Linked DNA regions of Anser cygnoides: region 2 is linked to region 1. Evidence: chromatin contacts called from public Hi-C data. All regions are on one chromosome and are shown on one strand. Each heading gives the region's core, a stretch centred on a gene start, on an enhancer-like site or on the middle of the called end of the contact. The rest is flanking DNA. Distances are from core to core; before and after follow the strand shown.

Region 1 (6,675 bases), core at 1,315-3,814:
CAGCCATTAGGGAAACTTTAACAAAGCCTGTTCTGGTGAAAGCGAACATCTTGATGAGGCCCAATTTATTTCACAGTTGTTATCCTGCTGACCTAAAATGACAGCATGACACTTGGAGCAGTGCCTGGTTTATTTAAGAAGCGAGCACAGAATTGTGTCTCTTGGCCTGCAGAAGGAACGGAGCAGCACAAGGTGCTCCCAGCTCCTGGCCCTAGCAGCTCCCGCCCCCAAAATCTCACTGTGGCTTTTCTCGGGGCCAGTCCAGATGGCGTTGCTTTTAGCTGTTTTTAATAGTTCCAGTCTGTGCATCACACATCCCTTCAGGAGCACGCGGAGGGCTGGGAGGGCATTGTGTGGTGCCCCAGGATGACATGTCTGCTGTTTGGGGCAGTGCCTGGGCTCCCTGGGGACTGAGACTTGCCCAGTAGCACAGTCCCGGCCATCGCTGAGACCCTGCCTGCAGCTGTCTGATGGACCACGTTCCTCTGGTCGTGGCGTGCTTGGTCCTCAGGGTCTGCCACAGAGAGAGATGGGGCACGGTGCAAGGACAAGGGGCTGGAGTTGCAGGCTGCAGTGTGGGGAAATCCACCTGTTTTTTAAGAGAAAAATCACAATGAGAAAAGAGTGGAACAGTGCTCAGAGCGGTCATGCGATCTCCAGCCTTGGAGATCCTTAAAACTCACCTGGTCAAGGCCCAGAGCAAGCCCATCACATTTTGAAGCCAGAGGTTGGACTAAAGCTCTGCAAATATCCCTCCCAAATGAAGGTGCTCCATGAAAAAGGAGTTAAACGTGTGCCGTGCACTTCAGCTCAAATTCTGGATCAGCTTCCCAGCTGCTTTTGTCCTGGGAAATGAGATGGGCTTGTCTTCCTATGAGATTAAGCTCTTGTGCGAGTTCTTTCTTTTACAAAAGACTGGAGTGTTTTCTTATCTTAAATAAAGTGGTTATTTTCCTAGCTTTATCGGGATTAATCTATCCACTGCAACGTCTATTGTCAAGCTAACTGCTGTACAATTTGCACAGGAAAAGCCCATGTCAGTCTAGCAGAAGGGACACCTTCCATGCTTTTGCCTGGTGGCGGCAGCTTTTAGACACAAGTGAGAGCCGGGAGGGTGATCTGAGATCCACCACAATTAGGAGCCCTTTGGGAGCATAAAACTTCATTGTGCCGCGGTGCTAGCTTCACATCAGCTTCACATTAGCTTCACATTTCCTGGATCCTGCTTAATTCTCTCTCATCTCTAGGCCCCCTGTGGTCATTCTCATGTTTTTGTAGGTCTTTGAAACCTTCTGTAGTCTTCACGTAATTCATGCCATCTTCCAGCCTCAGAGGTTTCATCTGAGTGTCCCCAGATCAAGCTAAGATGTGAGAAGTTCAATGTCACAAAGGCAAAGAAAATGCTGTGTGCAGGGCCCCGTGCTGGGGAATGGCGCTGAGAGATGCTGCTCGCTGGTTTTACTCGTGCTGCCCCTCACGGGGGGCTGATCCAGCCCTTCTGGGCTCTGAGAGCCCTTCTGAGCTCTGGAGATGTTCCCCTCGCTTCCAGCACCAAGACCTCAGCACCACGCACGGTGTCAGCCTGAAGTTTCCTCAGGCCCTAGTACAGCTCACAGCCCCGCTGCTGTCACCCAGCAGGGTCTCACAAGAAGAAGCATGTTTGCTTGATTAAGGGAGCTGGAGAAGGCACGAGGAGCCACATAATTTGTATAGTGGAAACCAGGAACTGCAGGAATCTTGACTAATTTGAGCGGCTGGCTTTGGCCTTAGATAAGATGGTACAAATCCATTACAGGAGACAAAGCAAAGAGCTGTGTGCACGGAGGAAAACTGAGGATCACTGGGCTCGAGAGCTTAAAGATCGTGTTTGTGAATGCAGGGTCCAAGCGTTGGCTGTGATGTATTGAAGGTGCCATGTGAATGTGAACGCCTCAGGCTTTCAGCTTGTTTTGTCCCTTCCCGTACCTACAGGGGGCTACAGGAGAGCTGGGGAGGGACTCTTTGTTGGGGAGTGACAGGACAAAGGGGAATGGCTTTAAACTAAAAGTGGGTAAGTTTAGATCAGACATTAGGATGAAATTCTTCCCTCAGAGGGCGGTGAGGCCCTGGCCCAGGCTGCCCCGAGGAGCTGTGGCTGCCCCATCCCTGGAGGTGCCCGAGGCCAGGCTGGGTGGGGCTGGGGGCAGCCTGGGCTGGGGGGAGGGGTCCCTGCCCATGGCAGGGGACTGGAAATAGAAGGGGTCTTAGAAATAAAGAAGAAAAGAAATAAAGGAGAAGATAAATAAAGGAGAAGAGAAATAAAGAAGTAAATAAGACATAATGAAAGGAAAAATAAATAAATAAATAAGAAAGGGGAAAAAAGGGGAAACAAGATAAAAGGAGGGGGAAAAGGGGGGAAAAAAGGAATTAAAAAAAAAAAAGGAAAAGGGACAGGCTGAGGCAGCCGCCCGCCGGTCCCGGCCGCAGCAGGCAGGGGGAGGCCGCGGGCGGCAGAGGGGCGGCAGCGGCAGCCCCCGCCCCCCCGGCCCGCCCCGCCCCGTCCCCCGGCCCGGCCCGGCCCGGCCCGGCCCTTTCTGTCCCCTCCGCCGCCCCGTACGGCCGCTGCCGCCGGAGCCCGCCGCTGGCGGCTTGGTGCGGCGGGGCGCGGCGCGGAGCGGCACCGAGCGGCGGAGCGGAGCGGAGCGGGCAGCATGGCCGGGATCGGCATCGACCAGTCCAAGCTGCCCGGCGTCAAGGAAGGTAGGGCGGGGGCGAGCCCGCCGTGCCGCCGGGGGGAGCTCCGGGGGGGACCGGGGACGGACCGAGGACACCGGGGGGGCACCGGGGGGCACCTGCAGCCCCTTCCCGGCCGCCCAGCCCGCCCTCCGTCAGGGCTAGGGTTGGCTCTGCAACCCATGCGCATGCAGCCCGTGTTCCCCAACTTGTTTCCCTTGCTGCTCGTGTATTTATTCCTAATTTCTTTTTATTTTTTATTTTAATTAAGCCTGAATTTGGCTACTTGGCTAGTCGGGAGCTGAAGGGGTGTGTGTTAGTGCAGGGAGCTGACCCCTCGCGTCCCGTAGTGCTTGTGGACAAAACCCCACGGCTGCCTGCTGAACTTTTAGGGCTTAGCGTTGGCCCCGTTGGGTCATCAGCGAAATTGTTAATGGTCATCAGAGAAATCGCACTCGGTCGTTTCGGTGCTGCCAGGGGCTCATCCTTAGAGCCTGCCCGGCGTGGTTACTCGAGGAAATTAACCCGGTTAAATTAACCTCCGCAGCGGGCGGATAACGTTGAGTTGCAGCTTGCGGGAGCTCGCCGCGCTCGGTCGGGGCGGCTGATGCTGAACGAAAGCGTGGCGATGGGGTGAAGTTCAGCCCGTCCCTGTGAATTCACACCTCTGGGCAGCGTGGATGGCGTTTCAGGAGCGCCCTGCTACGGGAGCTGTTGATACGCGATAGCGCTTGGATTAACCTGCTGTCCCCAGCAGCTCTGAGGGCAAAGTAGGTGAGGCCCGAGCTGCGTTGTGCAAAGCCTCAGGCGGGTTTCGTGCTCATAGCTCAGAGATATCGTTTGCTTTTGTCGTGCGAAGTGTTGAATCCGAGCTATGCTTTGCATTAGGTGCTGTCGTGCCCAGCGTTAACACCAAGCAGGAAAGAAAAGCATCGCCTTCCGTACCTGGGGGGATATTTATTGCTCCCGATACAGAAATCACTGTTGATCCTTCGGGAAAGACATCCCCTTTCTCTGTGTTGGGCAAAGGTCAGCTTAGTCATTCATTAACAACTGAGCACGGTGCTGCTGCGTTGTTGTGGTTCCAGTACTTTGTTCTTCACTTGCTCCCCTTTTGGAGGGCTGTCTGTCTGTCTGTCTGTCCACGTCCAGCTTTCCTCCCTGGTCGGGGGTGGCTGGGACGGCTGCACGACAGTGTCGTCCTGCTCCTTTGTTGTGGGCTCCAAAGCTGCTCTGCAGGCGGGGTCGTTTCCCTGCAAGGATGGCAGGGAAAATCCGATGACTGTGGCTAGGTGCTTACTACTTGTGCTTACTTCCTTTATTTTTTTATTTTTAAAGGCATTTATATTAGCTGAAAGCGTGACGTCGATGGAGCTTTGCTGGTGAAAACTACTTCAGCCAGTCCAGTTTGCTTAGTGGGCAGGAGTTTACTGCTGTAAGATATAACCTCAAAACACTCTCCCAGAGTAAGCTAGAGCTTGTTGCTGCAGCCTGCTGTTACCAAGCCGCTTTTTCCAGGCATGCAGAGTTCATGTTCTGACCGCTGTGGTCAGTAAAGCTCTTGTAAGACGTTTGCTGAAGGTTTTGGTGGTGGTTGCAATATGTGGGCTGAGCATCTCTGCCAGCATTTCCACTTGCTTCTCAAGTGCCTGTGACATTTTCTCTTTTCACAAGGCAGCTTTGGCGCGTGCTCTTTTGACCCTCCCCGGGGGATCGCTCAGCTGTCTGTGTGTCAATCTTTTTTTTTTTTTTTTTTAACTGGAGGTCTAATTTGCGAGCCTTTCAGGGACAAAAGCATCCTGGAAATATTATTTTAATTAGTTACTTATAAAGCGAGTAAAAGAAACTGGCTTGAGCTCTGCTTGCTCTCTGTCTTTCCTCTCCTATGCTCCGATGAAGTGAAGCTTGGGCAGGGCTTCTCTGCCTGCTTTAAATGAGCTCTGCAGCCCAGCTCAGCACCGTGCCTTGCCCCAGCACCTGGAGGTGTCCCTGCCCCTGTGTGAGAAGCTCCGGGGAGGTAATTCTGGAGCTGTGCAGACCTGTCCCTCCCCGGGGGGTCCATCTGTGGTCCTGTCTGCCTTTGCCAAAGGGCTGAGGTCAGTGACAGTGCTTTGTGGAAGGACCACCTGGCAGCCGAGGCTGAGGCTCAGTCCCTTACCCGTGTGGTTGGTGGTGGCAGGGAAAACCCCGGTGCTCCTGATCTCGGTGCTGGTCTGACACTGCTGAGGAGACAGAAGAGAGTCAGGGGGCAGGGCAGGAGAGATCTCTCTGGTCGGGCAGTACCTGGCTCTTTGGAACTGAAGAAAATTGCAGCGGCTTAAGTTTTTATTTGATTTTATTTTTAATAGCATTAAAAAAGCGTAAAGGCAGCGTGCCTGTGCCAGTAATTACAGTCAACCCAGCCACACTGCTGCCACTTAAGCTCCAGTCCTGACAAAGGCGAATTGTCACCCCCACCTGCGCTGCGAGAGGCACAGCAGCAATGCTCACCTTATGGCTTCTTGTATTTATTGTCTAATTTGACTTCCTGAAGCTCCTGATCCGAACTTTAAAATGCTGCTGGTTGTTTCCCAAACGTGGAAGCAGAAGATGCACCTCCAGCTGCTGCCACAGGGAAACAGGAGAGGCTGGACTTATTGGCAAGGCAGCCTCGGGGACAGGCAGACTAGCTGGCTTTAGCAGACACGGAATAAAAGTTTGCTGTAAGCATCCATCTTCCTCCCAGGCACAGCACCTTCCCTCTGACCCCTGCAGCTTAACCTGACCTTCACTGAGACTCCTGCGACAAAAGCCCGCTGGCTGGAAGCAACAGACGGACGGGTACCTCCAGGGACAGACTGCCGACCTTATCGGCTTACGGCAGGGCTCGCGGTGTGTGTGCGCTCAGCTACACGACGGTGGAGGGAAGGAACTCGATATCTGTCAGAATGCAAGTGGGTTCAGAAAGCTTTGATGGCTGGCACGGTATCTGGCGAGGAGTGTGTGGGGATGGATTCCACTGTGGGATTTTTCAAGAGGGTGGTGTTGAGGGGTGAGCTGTCAGCCGTGCTCGTGTGAAGGAAGGGTTCAACATCAGCTGGTGTCAGCGGGACAACTGTGAGAGCGGCTGACGGTCAGCCAGGTCGCCGTGAAGCCACCTGCACCGTGCCCTTTGGCTCCAGCTGATGTTTTTTTCATGGAGCATGATGTGCAGTGTCACAGCTCTCTGCTTTGCGACTTCCTCTGAGAAGTGCTCTGAAAAATTCAGGCGAGCTGGATGGCTCGAGGGCAGCGGGGCGGTGGAGGCTGATGGGACGTGGACACAAGATTTTCTTTCTAGGTCATTGGTTCATGTCCAGCTCTTCTGAGTAATAGGAGGTCTGTTTTTCCAGTGTGCATGAATTCAGTAGCTGCGGCTGTGGTGCTCATTTTGCCTCTGGTTAAAGCTGGGTGAAAGTTTTATTATGCATTCAGTTGTTCTGGGTCTGCAGCGCTTGGCAGAGGAGATGGGCAGGATTAGCATTTCGTGCTCGTGGCTCCAGAACTCAGCTCTGAGCGAGCAGGTCTGCCTCCTCCCAGCCCTTAAATCCTCGCGCTGTCCTCCGTGAGCTGCCATGAGCATTGTACCAAGGCAAAAAGATTGCCCAAAAAGCAGTCTTTGGCAGGAAAAAGCTTTCAAACTCAAGTTGATGCCTTCTGCAGACAGATATTTCCGTAGTTACTGACAAGCAGAGAGGTTTCGGGGCTGGAATAAAGGGTGCACAGCCTGTTTTGTCCCGACTCCTGGAGGTGGCCAGGAGGCAGAGGGAGTTCACAATACTAGGACGTTGGCTGGCGCCCATTGCTGCTGCCTGAGCAGTGCCTTGCAGACAGCATTGTGTTTACTGTGACCGTGGGCCTCTGTTTAATCTTTAATTTCCCGTGGCCCTGAGCAACGTCAGAGGGCTTGTGTGTGCCAGGCGGAATTAGAGACGGCAGGACGGG
Region 2 (7,503 bases), core at 3,410-5,909, 270 kb before region 1:
CACCTTGAAGAAAAGTAAGCAGCCTTCAAAGCCTTCCCACTGGGGTTTCATCAGAAAAGCCTGATCTCATCGAAGAAGCCGATTTGAGATCCTGCTGCTCTGCCGTAACAGCATATAAGCATAACTTCTGGGAGGCAGGCAAGGGACTGAAGATCTGAGCAAGCAGTAAGAGCTTCAGGGGCAACCAGCAAGACTCTGTCACACTGCGACCATTCTGGCTGGACCTAAAACCCTGCTAATGGCTTGGAGGCTTTCAAAACCCCGTTACCAGCCCCTGCAGAGACCCATCACACCCATCTCTGTCAGATATCCCAGCCTGGATTCCTCCAAAGCACCTCCCCACAAGTCTAGAAGACCACACAAGAGAACTTAGGCAGGATAGAGACTCAAGCAGGGCATGGGAAGGCTGGGGAGCCCCCACTGCACATCCAGATCAACAAAAACATGTTCAGCAAGCAGTAGTGGCCTTGCACTCTGCCTGCCCCAAAGCAAGCACGGTTCAGTGCCCTCCTGCATTCACTCAAACAGCAGAGAAAGCTTATGAGTAAGGGAACACAGCACCACCACTTCCAGATTAGTGGTCAGAGGAGACCTGGGCAGTCTGTTTTTCTACAAAACCTGCAAATTTCCTTGCTGAGAGATTTAGTGAGGGACTAACAGTAACCACAAAAGCTGCTTAGCAGAAGCTGCTTGTAGAGCAGTAAAGCCAGTGTATTGCAACAGACTCCTGTCCCCTCTACAGAGAGAACACTGCACAGAACAGGAACAGCCTCGGTGGCATTCCAAGTAACCCTCTACCTTGTCAAAGCACAGCACAAATGAGACTGCTTTATCACTCGATCACAATTTTTCGTGAGGCAGGAACAGGGATTGAGAAACACTGGAGCAAATTAACCCTTAACCCACATGAAAGCACACATACTATCAGGTTCTACCTGCTTACTCCAGATGAAGAGGGGTGACAAGTGATTAGGACACATTTGTCCCTCCTGCTAACCGAAAGGCCAACCTCCCAGCTCCCCCACCATCACCAACAGCAGCCTGAGGATGAACCTTCCTCCCTCCCCCTCACTCCCCCCATCCTTTCCCCAACTCCGGGAACAGGCTCAGCCAGGGTGGTAAAGATGTAGGAGGGAAGATTTCATATTTCCACGATGTTGTTTGACCCAGAGGGCATCCAAACCCTTGTTTATTTTCTGAGCTAGGGCACAAACGCTCATTGTGGATGTGCTAGGTTTGGTGATGAAGTAGTAGATGAGTCTCAGCTTGTCTCAAGCACAGAACATCTCCAACCAACACCATCAACCAGGGCGATGAGTATCTGCAGCTGAAACAGCCTAAACAGGACACTGAACATCCCCTGCTTTGAACATAAGTGGTCAGACAGTGCTGAGAACTTCCAAAGACAGACAGCAGGAGCCCCTGTCCCTCCTGGCTGGTCCCATTCCCGAGACCCTGGAGGAGCACAAAGCTGAGCTAGCTCCATGGACGATGCTGGAGGGCTGCAAGAACAATGCTGAGGCTGGGCAACAAAGCCTGGTTGCAAGGGTGGCTTTTGTGCCTCTGTGCCTGCATGTGGCCACGCTTTTTTCCCCCAAGCCAGCAAAACACAGCTTGAATAGGAGCACGTCCCGGCCTGACATAAGCCCTCAGCTGAATGCAGCTGTGGGAGAAGAGCCAGCATGGGTGCACTCCAGCAGCGTGGCCACACATGGAGCCAAAGGCCCCTCAGGTGGCTAACGGTGCCTCTCAACCTTGTGCCAACCCCATCTCAGACATGCAGCATCAGCCCAAGCCAACATGGATGTATCTAGTGAAGTGGCAATAGCTAACAAGTATCCAAGAGCTCACTGGCAAATTTTTTTTTTTTTTTACTGTTCCCATGACCATGAATTACTGCAGGTGAGGAGACTCAGCCTTTTTTTACAGGGAAATAAAATCGTTGGAGGATCTGTGTGCACCTCTCCCATCAGTGCACAAGGCTCTGGACACCTGGCTTGGGGCACTTAGGGCACGTGAAGCCCTGGCAGAAAGGCACAGCCAGCCAGAAGTTTCCCTGCCCTCGTAGCTGTACGACCACAACCTAAACCAAAAGCAGTAAGGGAGCTCTTACTGCACACCTGTCCCAGGGCACGGCTGCTGAATTGGGTAAAAGCTGGGGGGTGTCATACCTCCAGCCCAAACAGCATTACTGTCACTGCCCAATCCTTTGTGGCTGCACAAAACCCTTGAGGGGAGGACAGGCAGGGAAAACAGAGAAGGTGTATGTCAGGAGGCACGAGTGCCTTGAAGTGGAAAGGGCACAGCCTGCCAAAGCAGGGGTGCCAAAAGCAAAAGGAGTATTTTAAAACTTTTGCCGACTTTCCCAAGCAAGCAAGCATCCCCTGCTACTTCCATATTTCTTATGTGAATGTTCAGCCCCCCCGTAGGGCCAGGGGCTCTGTAAGGGGATAAAAGGCCGTTAACAGCTCAGGCTCAGTCCCCAGCACCTCACACCTCCCCTGTAGCCTTGGAGGAGCCTTCATTGTCCGCAGAACAAAGGTGAAGGGAGCAGCTGCCGTTCAGCACTCAGCCCTCAATGGGGCAGGTCTGGAGGTCCTCGGGCAGGTTTTCGGGAGTCAGGCAAGGCTTGGGTCTGGTTCTACAGGCAGGTTTCATTTACAGCACAATGGGCTGCAGCCACAGCCCCCCAGGCGAGTTTACCTTTCGCAACTGATCCAGGGGGTGGCTGGAGATTCCTCAGCCCTGCTGGCATCTTGGCCCCCCACCCCCAGAGCGAGATAAAAGGCTGGAAGCTGAGCTTACACATAATTACCGCTCCACCACCCCAGAGCCTGTGCTCAGCCCAGCCCTGATTATCCGCAGCCCCGCACCCTGTCGGTGTGAAATGGGTGCACCGTGCTCCCGAGGGAGTAATTTGCACCTCCACCTGCTGCTGCAGGGCCCACGGGGGCTGAACGGGAGGGACCGATGTGGGATAGCAGTGCAGGTGGGGCCAGGGCGGCCAGCTCCGCTCCGACACTGGGCAAGGGCTGGTGGCAATCGGCCTTGGGGACACTCCCAATGGTCCCTCTGCGGCGTATGCGAAACTGCGTGCTCGTTCCTCTGGGAAAGAAGGTGACCAAGCTGATAATTACTATTTTATTAATTAGGGAGGGAGAAGGCTGATGTTCCAGGACACACTGACCTCACTGGTGTGTCCTTATTGGACGGGGAATGAAGGGAGGGAGATTGGGAAAGGACTTATTTTTTAACCCCTTTGGGTGTCAGCGTAAGTTAAGGTCTGAGCAAGTGCTGTAGCGCTGCGAGCCCTGGAGCCAGCCGAGATGGGGGCAGCTCAGTGAGGACCCCCAAGTGCCGCCCCAACAGCAGGCTGCTGGCCCTGCTTCGGCACCTCCGGATGGGAGCAGAGCCCCTGCGATCACCTGGATGGGCCAACCTGCCTAAAATCTGCCGGGCTGGAACCCAGCTCACCTGCCAGCTCTTTGCTTAAAGCAAATAATAATAAAAAAAAGTCACAGGAGAAAAAGTGGCTTTCCCAGAGAACAAAATTATCCCGTACAAGAGTGCAGCAAAACCTAACAGTCAAACACAAAAAAAAAATAGAAACAAAAAAGAAATAAAAAAAGGATCCGTGCTGAATAGACAACTTCATCGCTGTTTTCTCGAGCTTTGCTCGCTGCTGAGCCGTACCCGAACAAAGACAGCCCCTGCCAGAGTGCCTTCCTAAAGCTCTTGCAACCACGGCGCTTCCCCAGACACGCGTGGAGGACCCGATACCCACCCCCCCACACACACTTTCCCGAAGTTTTTTTGGTGGGCTGCGGGACGGTCCCGGCTCCCCCGCCCAGGTGCTGCCTACCCCCCGGTGCCGGGCGCTGCGGAGCCCCGACGGGGAGGGCAGCGTGGATGGAAGGGTCTCCCGGCGGGCTGGGACACCCCCAGCCCCCACCGTCACCCCCCCAATGGACAGGTGGGGATGTGGGGGGGCTTCAACAGGGCAGAGGCACCTTGAGACCAGCTCCCGGCCGAGCACCGGCGGCAATAGGAGCCGGAGGGGCGAACCCGACGGCACACCACGGGGCGGGCATAGGGTGGGGGGACCCAACGGGTCCGGCACCCCCGGTCCCACCGCTTCAACCCGAGCCCCGACAAGACCAGCCAGGGCTTAAGGCGGGAGGAACGACCCGATGGGACCGGCACCCTCATCCCCTACCGGAGGGTCATCGGGGTACAGGGGGTGACCCCGACGGGACGGGCACCCCGCAGCTCCTAAACGCCAAAACCCCGACGGGACGCGGCCGGGCAGCCCCCGTACCCCCGCCCCGACTTACTCTCCAGCTTGAGCAGCGAGTCGTACACCTTGCACTGGATCTGCCCCGTGCTCTGCATGGCGCACGACATCCACAGCCCCTCGTAGAGCGCCTGGGCCGTCACGATGTTGTCCCCCGCGTAGGATGCCATCTTCCACTGGGGCATGGCGGTGCTGATGATGATGCCGATCCAGCCCAGGAAAGCCAGCACGAAGCCCAGGAGCTGCAGACCCCCGCTGGCCATATCTACGCGGGGCTGCTCCGCACCTGCGGAGGGTGACAGCGGAGGGGGGGGGGGACACGCAGGAGAGCGCAGCCGGCTCCGCGCAGCGCACTGGCACCCGCGCAGCGCCCCGCGCAACTTTTAAAGCCGCGCAAAAAGCGCCCCCTGGCGGCCCCGCCCCGGCCCGGCGTGGGACACCTCGGCCACCCCCCCCCCCAGCCCCCAGGGGTGCGCTGGTTGTGTTCGTGGGTGTCCCCGTCGCTTACTGCTGGGGGTCCCCGGGGTGTGAAGCCGCCTCCGGTGCCCTCCGCAGTCGGGTGGTTTCGGTGGGGAATGGGGCAGGGGGAGGTGGGCTGTGCCGCTCACCCCACTCGTGTCCCGTCCCCGCGCCACCCCAGTGCTGCCAACGTGATGTAAAGGTGGGGGGAATTTCCCACTGGGCACAGAGCACGTGTGGGAATAGACTGCTGAGGGGGAAGCACTGGAAATTCTCTGATTTTAAAGGGCTTGCCAGGAGGCAACTGACCAAACCCTTGTCATCTGGGTACAAATGCTGCCGAGACCCTCAACCCAAAGTCTGGGGTCTGCCATTTCAGTAGGGACCACGTGCTGTGCCTCTTGGCATTACTGGGTTTCTCCTAAAGCAGAAATTTCACTTTTTGAACGCCTCAGTGAGCCCAGTGACTTAAAAAGGTTTATTGAACAAGGGGATTACAGACCAGGAAGGAGAGTCCTCTTTCTCAAGCATGTATTTGTCTGGCTGCTATAGTTTCCCTTTCTCCTACATGAGTATTTGAATACTGAGAACAGGTGGGGTGAGGAAATAGTGTCTCCTTTGGAGAGGTGCACATGGCGGGGCTGGGTGGTGCTGCCTGCCTGTAACCCTGGGCTGGATGGAGGGCCCGTTCAGCCTGGACCTGCTGTAATTCGGGGCTGTGAAATAAACAGGTGATAATTACTGATAAAGGTCCTGCTGGAGGTGGGGATGGGGTTGTATTGTTTTGACACCGTGGTTTAGTGCGTTCTGATGACTTAGGAGATTTTGCTGGAGCTGCTTCCTGGGGTTTGCAAACAGACAAACAAACAGGCTCGTGATTACCTGACCAGTACTGCGCAACGATGGGGGGGTCAAAGGGGAGAAAAGCTACTGCAATCTGACCGCACCGGGCAGGGACAAAGCCAGGCTGGCTTGCTCTCAAAGCACTTGCAGCTGACGGTCCCCGGCTTCTGCGCAGCAGCAGCACTGCTGTGATGAAATCGAGCCTTGTTACTCGGTAGCAAACTTTTCCAGTCCTGTCGTTTTTCACTCGCAAAGGAATTAGGCAGCTATGATTCTGTAGCTGAAGGAATGGTGTTTTTCTGGGTCTCTGTGGGCCCCGGTTTTGTAGGTTTGGGAGTGAAGAAGAGGGAAACAGCAAAGTTTTCCTTGGCAAAGAAGAGGGAACAAAGTAGCTGCATCACTCTGCACGTTCATCAAAACCCTGCTACAGGGAGCAGAAAACCCAGGGAGGTGCTGGCTCCTGGAGCTGCTCCCTGGGAGAAGCAGCCCCTTGCCTGATGAAGAGGCACAGCAGAAACCCACGCTAACCCGAGGAGAGCAGGGTTAGAAGTGTCTGGATTTGATCATTGATGTCTGGGTAGTCATATCAGCCTGATAACGTCTGTCTGCAAAGGACTGTGTACTGTTCCTAGGTGCTTCACAGCCCTGAACTGACTCACCCCACTCCTGACCATCCTGCCACCTCCCTGCTGACTCCTGCAGCTGAGGGCAGCTCTGGACAGGGGGACAAGTTCGAGATGCTTCTAGCAGGCTAAGTACCTTTGGCTACAGGCTCCAAGCAGCTGGTAGGAAGTTCTGTGGGGGAAGGACTTGGAGTTTCTACTGGAGCTTATAGGAACACAAGAGGAGGATCCCTGGGTGCCAACAATCAGGCTGCACTTGCACCAGGAGGGACATCAAGCGTGGGCCTGAGGAGATGCATGTAGTGTGCATAAAGACATGGGCTTTGTCAGGTAGCACTCTGACCGTGCTGCTGGCTCCTTGAAGGGCTGCAATCTGTACTTGGGAAAAGCTGGGCTCCGTGTGTGTCCTGATGGCACTTTTGGGCCAATTTGTGCCAAACCTGTCTGTAGCATGAGTCTGACTGCTTGGACGTACGGTAGGGCACCATGAGTCCTCAGTTTTTTCCCCTTCCAGAAGGCCGTGGAACTTAGACTGAAGACAGCCTTACTCTGCGAGGGGGGCTGTGGGGTTAGAGCCTGCAGCTGCCTGGATGTGTGTGTCTGAGGGGCTGTGTGGGGTCCCATTGCACCTCCATCCCCAACAGGTATTGCACTGAGCAGTGCTACTGGGTGAATGCATGAGAGAGTTAAGTTGAAAAAAGCTGATGTAAGGCCATACTGGGGTATAGCCATGTGCTCTTGGCCTCCTGATTTACATTTTGCTTTCCAGGGTCAATCTGAAGTTGATACTTCTTAGTCACATTTCATGAAAGATTTCAAAACCCAGCAACTCTTTCTGTGGACATCACAAGGAATTTACAGATCAAGATAAAGCACTGAAACTGTGCTTTCCCCCTTCATCACTCATCAGTGTTCTCAGCACTCTGGAATTTGCTGAGAATTTTACAGCATTGCTAAAATCATCAGGTCTTCTCTTCTGGCCTTCCTTCTTTAATTTAAGACATGAAATATCTTCTTTCTTTTCTTCAAATGATTTTCTGCAGTGGTTCAATGGGCAAAATATACATCCTCTTTACTTAATAGTCACTGTCTTTCCTCCTCTGCCTAGGATTATTTTTTTTCACTGAAGGTCCCTAAGAGTTTTCACATGCTAGCACCAGTTTTTTCTACCTGGCTTCTAAGGAAATACCATGCCTTCACATCCTTAATCTCAGCTGAAATACCTGGTTTTATCCAAGATGTTGCAATATCCTCTGTATTCTCTAGGCAAGAGGTCTGCACTGT

Evidence for each region. Hi-C and Micro-C count contacts between places; a contact is called where the count stands out from the background.
Region 2: a Hi-C map of liver shows a contact between it and region 1, with 2.1 times the contacts expected there. The contact joins the promoter of CLDN1 here to the promoter of CCDC50 in region 1. A contact is called at or near these places in 2 of 7 Hi-C or Micro-C datasets (both in liver).

The regions. Positions count from the first base shown.
Region 1 is chr9:15,158,348-15,165,022 of Taihu_goose_T2T_genome, reverse strand. CCDC50 (coiled-coil domain containing 50) reads left to right here and starts at 2,564. Exons shown (of 12, transcript XM_048076682.2): 1 at 2,564-2,739. The coding sequence starts at 2,691.
Region 2 is chr9:15,427,173-15,434,675 of Taihu_goose_T2T_genome, reverse strand. It overlaps CLDN1 (claudin 1), which reads right to left and starts at 4,659. Exons shown (of 4, transcript XM_013199194.3): 1 at 4,335-4,659. The coding sequence starts at 4,557.